Linked DNA regions of Anser cygnoides: region 1 is linked to region 2. The links are chromatin contacts, called in public Hi-C maps. All regions are on one chromosome and are shown on one strand. Each heading gives the region's core, a stretch centred on a gene start, on an enhancer-like site or on the middle of the called end of the contact. The rest is flanking DNA. Distances are from core to core; before and after follow the strand shown. Region 1 holds the start of SLC41A1 (solute carrier family 41 member 1). Region 2 has its middle 15 kb from the start of SLC45A3.

Evidence for each region. Hi-C and Micro-C count contacts between places; a contact is called where the count stands out from the background.
Region 1: a Hi-C map of liver shows a contact between it and region 2, with 8 times the contacts expected there. The contact joins the promoter of SLC41A1 here to the enhancer-like site in region 2. A contact is called at or near these places in 2 of 7 Hi-C or Micro-C datasets (both in liver).

Annotation. Positions count from the first base shown.
Region 1 is chr25:4,622,693-4,625,935 of Taihu_goose_T2T_genome, forward strand. It overlaps SLC41A1 (solute carrier family 41 member 1), which reads right to left and starts at 1,723. Exons shown (of 12, transcript XM_048070911.2): 1 at 1,628-1,723; 2 at 1,108-1,189; 3 at 1-716. The coding sequence starts at 333.
Region 2 is chr25:4,569,162-4,572,578 of Taihu_goose_T2T_genome, forward strand. No RefSeq gene overlaps it. Among named protein-coding and RNA genes, the nearest start is that of SLC45A3, 15 kb to the left of the region's middle. Within about 2 kb of position 1,265, at least 2 of the 3 cell types and tissues checked have open chromatin away from gene starts, as enhancers often do. A contact at or near this core is called in liver, where this site is marked.

The sequences.
Region 1 (3,243 bases), core at 473-2,972, 54 kb after region 2:
TGCCAGGAGGAACGGAAAGAGGACTTGCAGCCCGATGGAAAACGAGGTCTCCTTGAGCGGTGAGGCTGGCTCAGGACCTCTGTCTGTGCTGGTGTCATCGCTTTCGTTGCTCTGGCTGCCGTTTTCCAGCAGGGCGTCTTCTTCTCGCACCCCTTTAGCGTTGGCGCGGGACTCCAGCACCACCACTTCCACCCCGACACCGTCAGGTCCCAGGAAATCCGAGGGCTCCACCAGCTGCCCTCGGTCTGGACTGGCAAGGCAGTTCATGGGCACCGTGGGGAGCACAGCCCCGTTGGCCTGGTGGGAGTCCTTCTGCTCCGGCTTGGCAGACATGCTGCAGAGAGGCTCTCCTGACCCTCGGCTCGGTGGGCCTACAGCCAGCAGCTGTTCCAGGAGAGATCTTTGGCCAGGGCCTTACACAAATGGCCCTTCCAGCATCTAGAGGCCACCTCTCCTAGCCCTGCTCGCCCGCCTTTGAGTGCAGAGACTGCTCCCGCAGCAGAGATCCCCATCAAGCAAAGTCCAGGAACGGGGGACACCAACAACTGAGCTAGCAGAGAGCGCAGTAGGAGCTGTGAGCTACAGCAAGCTCACTCCAGGTCTCCTTCCCTCCAGCGCCGTGCGGTACAGCAGCCACCGAGATGGGATCCAAGCTCTTCTTCTTCGATGTGTGACCCTTTAGCACATCTTTCTCCAGGTCTTCTTCCAGCAGACTGCTGTGATGGGGCACACAAGGCAGAGAGAAAAACAGATGAAATAAAGACCACGGAAGAAAAGGGAAGCTTAAAGGAACCAGGGGGTAGATACAAGAGGGACTGGCTTTCAGAGACGAAGTTCCCCCAATCCAGAAAAGCTCTTCTTACTACCGGGGCTCTGTTAGTTTCCCCGGTAGCACTTCTCCTCCGCAGAACTTGAGTCTGGAGGCTCCTGCGGGCTTTTGCTCCGTTTCAGCCTGTTCTGCGCTCTCTGCCAGAACAGCCAGCAAAGCTAGCAAGCTCCAAGTGTCACAGCCATCCTCCTCTTCCAGAAGGATTTCTCACCTTACAGCGCGAGGCAAGAAGAGCTCTTATTTAAAGTAACAGCAAGCTCCCAGTTAAGGTTACTTACTGCGCCGAGCAGGCTGCGGGGCAGGAGCTGGCATCGGGACAGCCTCACACCTAACATCCCTCTCCAGAAGCCCGTCCTTCACCTGAAACACAGGGGGGAAAAAAACGCTCCGTTGGGCTCTGCGGCTGTCGGCACAGCGCCCCGTTCATCCCGCAGCATCCCCCTCCAACACACGACACGTCGGCAGCCGCGCCGCTGCCCGGGCCTCCCCTCGCAGCCCCGGCAGGCACCGGGAGGGGGGCCGTGATGCGGTGCCGGGGGCCGAACCCACCCCCCCCCGGGGACAACGGGCTCGGCCCGGAGCTCCCCGCCCCGCCTGGCTGCCGCAGCCCCGGCAGAGCCCCGAGCACCACCGGGCAGCGGTAAGCCTCCGCCAGCCCCCCCGGTCTACCGCAACCGGGGAGCGGCTGCCCGGGGGTGCAGCGGCGGCCCCGGGGAGCGCTGCCCGGCCCCCAGCCCTCCGGCCCGGGACTGCCCCGCGCCCCAGCCCGCCCGGTGCCGCCCGGTGCCCGCTCCGCACCCGCCGCCGGCTCCGCTCCGCTCCCGCGCCGCGGCGCGCCCTGACATCACCGCCCGCCACTGCTGGCCCCGCCCACGCGCGCCGCGCGGCGCCGCCATTGGTCCGGGCGCGAGTGGCGTCACGCGCGGCCCCGCCCCCTCCTCCCGGCGCTGCGGCCCGCGCAGAGGGGAGGGAACGCCCGACGGAGGGGCGGGGCTTAACTGGGCGCGGCTCGCGGGGGGCGTGGCCTATGGCGCGAGCTGTCCCGCCAGGCGGGGGCTGCGCCGCGGGGCTCCGAATGAACGAGGGCGGCTCCCCGCGCCCCCTTTCCCTTCGGTTTCCTTATTTTGGGCTCAAGCAAAGCAGCACGAAGGTGGCTCGGATAAAACCACTGCGGTGTCCCCATTGCCTCAGGCCCTCACACCTTTGCAGTGAGGCTCCCCTACGAAAGCCGAGCTCCCGGAGCAGGCAGCAGTGCTGCTTTCACCGCGCTGCGGTAACTGGCGGAAGCGCACTGGGTTTTGTACCTGTCTGCTGCTGCCCGGGCCACTTGAATGCAGTATTTCAGAGGATAACGAGCACTGGCATTAATTTAACCCTCACGACCTCCTGATGAGGCACTGACAAAGAGACACAGAGGAAAACTTGGGACATACAGAGATGATGTCTTCGCTAAAGCGGCAGCGCAGTTCCACACTCCTGCAGCGGGCTGGGAGTGCAGTCCCAAATCCCGTCTCCAACCCTACCCTCTGTTTTCCTTTGTCCAAACAAACCTGGGCTCTAAGGCTCTCTTTCCGCCTTCATCTTTCCTTCCTGACTCGGAAAATCCACACCTCCCCCGGAGCAGCCGTTCTTTCCCCACCCCCACGAAAACAAGGCCCACCAAAATGTGACCTTGTTGATTAACACTCGGCCAGCTGCACGCTCAGGAAGTGGAAGCGTGAAGACAAAAGCCGCATGAGACAAGAAAACAGAAATAGATAAAATCCCCACCAGCTCGCTGACGCGCAGAGATCAGAAAGGCAGAGGATGAAAGGGCAGGAAATGGGTTTCCAGTTGCGGGGCAGCAGGTACCAAAGGTAATGAGTCCTCGGAAAGGAAAAAATTCAGCGCTGAGCTGCAGCAGGTCATGGAACCGCGTGCCCGTGTGCTTTACAGCAGCCACATGACTTTGGCACTGCCACGCTGCCACAGAGCACAATTTTGGCCTGAACGGCCCAAAGGTGTACGGCATAATTTTCGCCTTTTCATCGAAGGATCCAGCAAAACAAAGTGATTTGGCCAAAGTCATTCAAAATAAAAACCTATCATAGAGTTTGACAGTGTCCTAAGAAGTCCAGACCCTTTGCTGTCTGTTCTAGCTCCACCGCTGTCTGTCACAGATCCAAATGCTGACTTGAATCGAGTCCCAGCCACCTCTGACCAAGGATGCCAGGGGAACCTAGCTGTTAACTTCTTGTAACCAGGAATCTCAACACAGAAACTGAGACCAAGTAATTATGGATAACGACTTACCCCTACAGATGTCAGTCCTGAGCAAAGCAGTTCAGGAAGGCAGGTGACATCAGAAGCTGACCCTAATCTGGTCCTGACCTGGGAGCCACAAAGGTCTGTTTTACCGGCCTGGAAACAAACAA
Region 2 (3,417 bases), core at 15-2,514:
TCACATCCACAGCCTTCCCCTCATCCACCAAGCACATCACTTGGTATCAACTCTTGTACCAACTCTTTGTACCAACTCTTCAGGAGGTGAGGTTGTCAGTGGTACCTTGCATACTTGATTCATCATATTGTCACACTGCATGGGACATAGACTCCAAAAAACAGTGCAAGAATGAAAAACAGTTCTTTATGTGGTTTGCTGCATCAAAACTAAACCTAAAATATGCTTTTAATGTACAGGGAATATGCTGAGAACTCTCCGTCTCCACAATTCTTCCAGGTTTGCTTCAGCACACAAGATTGGCAAAAACAGAGCAGCAGCTCTTTAAATCAACTCTGTCCCATTTACTTACTCTTAAAAGGCCACCTATAGGGCCAAAACATGCTGTACTGCAGAAAACAGATACAATCTTGAATTCCACCTTTTGACTTTATTTTCATCCTACAATTAAGTACTACCAAAAGAAGCGCAACAGAATATTCCTAAGGCAAAATTCTGTTAGATTAAAACTTAACAGCCAGTGTTCTTTGCCAAGGGAATCTTATTCCCCTGGTTTGGCAGGGCTTGCTGTAGTTACAAAACCCTACACGTCTACTTCTTGTATGCACACCCTTTAAATGTGACAACAAATAATTTTGTTTCTGGTATTAATTCCCTGTAAATACTACTTCAAAGCCAATGGGAACTTTTAACTTATGCTGGCAGAGCATCTGCCTACAGGACTGAGCAGCCAGTAAATACACTAGGTTCAAAAGATCAATACTGAGGAAAAAGGCACCAATGCTGCACATGCTAATACGGACAAAGTACAAGGACTAGGGGCAGCAGGGAAGAAGAGTTCACAGATCCTAGTCTCACACCACTTCAGAACAGAGCAAGCAGTTATTTCTAGGGCAAAAGAAATAGCACACTTGCTAATTGCCTCCACTACTAATTAATCCTAAAACTGAAGTAGAGCTGCAGTACCTGAAGGTACTCTAACTCTACAGCTGCTCCAGATTAAAAAAGAAAAACATGACAAAAAAGCAGCACAGAACTGTAGATACCATAGTAATGGGGCAGAAATACCTGTCAAGGTACCTGGCAGTACACAAATTACCCAGAACAACCCCTGAATACAAATAATTAATAATAATTAACCCTCCTTTGCTGCAGCTGGGGGTAATGGTGACCCCATCTCCTGTCCGACTGTATCCATCACCCAATGTCTGAGAGATCGCTGTATCTTTGCTGTTATATTGGGACAAGTATGAGACATACCCAAATGACTTGTGCAGTAAGATCACAAGCCAAAGCATTCTGCTATGCCAAACCCTTAGGAAGACTGGGTCCATTAGGATCCCAGAAGCAGCTTCATTCTAAACCCTACTGGAAACGAGTGCTTTCAGGTCTTTATCCCGATGAATCATAACTTCAGTTTTTAGAGCACAGATACACACAAGCAAAATGCAGACAACTACAAGTCTTAAGATTCATTGAGTCCATGATGGCAACACGTTATTAACTGACACCCGCTCAGCACAGCCTTTAACAAATGCCGAAGGGTTTTCCATCTCATCCCAGACGAAGGAAAACACAAGCACGATCGGAGCAGCGCAGCCGTAGCGCCTCAGCATGCTCCTGGAGGCAGCAGCGATGCAGATGTGGAGGTCCAGGCACGCCCTCTGCTGCTCGCCCCACGAGGGAGGCTGGGCTCCGCTGCCCACTTGGAGTTGTAGAGTGATGGGGATAGCCCAGCCCCAGAGACCGCGAGTTTAAAAATGATCACATGCTTCTAGAACAGCTGCTAAGTTTGTTCTTATACTAAACCAGTACTAAGATTCTGCAGGAATTTAGATAAAAATGTGCTATAATAGATTTAACAGCACAAACTTGCTGCGCATGATAACCCAGTGCATGTGATGACACATCAGGAAAGCAATCTGCACTGTGGATCAATTTATCTGCGTTTGAAATGACACCAACCAACTTTGGCCTAGTGTACATATAAGATGAATGCAGTTGTCACATCCCCTGATGGCTACAGATAAAGCACAGCCTGTATATTGATTCTCACTGCTGGGGCATACGTGGCAAAATAGAAAGGGAATTCCCTTTCTATATTGATCACTAAGGGAAAGCTCACAGATGTGAGCATGACAAATAAAAGGCTCGCTCTCTCCTTTTAATTGGCTTTCACTAGGCTTTGAACATGAAAACCTCAATTAAGTCATCTTGACAGGGAAGAAAGTTCTTTAAATCTTCCCCTCAACTCATAAGCAGTAACAGGAAAGTCATACTTGCCAAACTGTCCTGGACAAAACCTGACTTATCCTCCTCAGAGAAAGCACGAGGTCTGCAAAGGAACGAATCCCAAAACTATCAGACAACATGGAAGACAAACACATTTTTACGTCTCACTAACAGTCACAAAACAAAAAGCAACCGCAGAAGAGTACTTCTGAATAGCAGAAAAATTACACAAGTCATGTTTATGGGTTATAAAAGCCCTTTTATAAAGCCATTTTTAAACAAAACCAAAAAGTTTACAAAAGAAAATAAAAGATACAGAAGAATGAGTTGCTTAATATATTCCAAAAAGGAGAAAAATAAAAGAGGGGACACAATTCCAACATGCTGAACAATAAAGGGTTCTTTTTCCTTTTGTTTTTTTTAATACAAAATACAAGCGAAGGATACACATACTTAAAACAGAGCTCAGGAGCAGGTATGCAGTCCTGGGAACCCTTCAATAAAAGCAAAGCAGGGTTTTGTTATTTTTTTCTTTACTTTCTTTGCAGGTACATACAGAGACTGGAATATGTAAAATTAAGTAGCACAAAAGACCATCACACAATTCTACCAATGAATGTTGCATCTATAAATTCACGAACATGGTCAACAGTCATGTTCACTTCAACCCCTTTTAAAAAAAAAAGTGTTGTTTTTTATTTTAAATAAAGCATTAATGTTACATTCAAACGTAACTCCTAGTACCATGCTGTAGATCTCAGTATTGTCAAGGTATTGCAGAAGTTGTCACCCCTATCAGGCCCAGTGATGACAGCCACGTCCGTGCACACACCCTGACCATGGGCCAGCAGCACTGGAGCACTGTTTGCAGTTAGTTGCCCCTTTTCCTGGCCACTCTTGACGTTAAAAAAATAAAGTTAAATTAAAATGGATACGGAGGGTAACCGCAAAGAGCCTGATTTTTAGAAAAGCTCAACAGGGGGCTGCAAATACTCAGGACAAACATTTGTTGCATACCACGTTAACGATGCCTCGCTGAGAGCCAAAGGCCCAAGACCCTATCTGGAGTCTCTTCCTTCTCTACCTTCAAAGCGCTAATTCAGGGTTTGCTGTGACATGATGTTCATGGTTAAACAAACAAAAAAAATTATGTAGCTCTTATTTACAATTTTTGTAACAATTGCT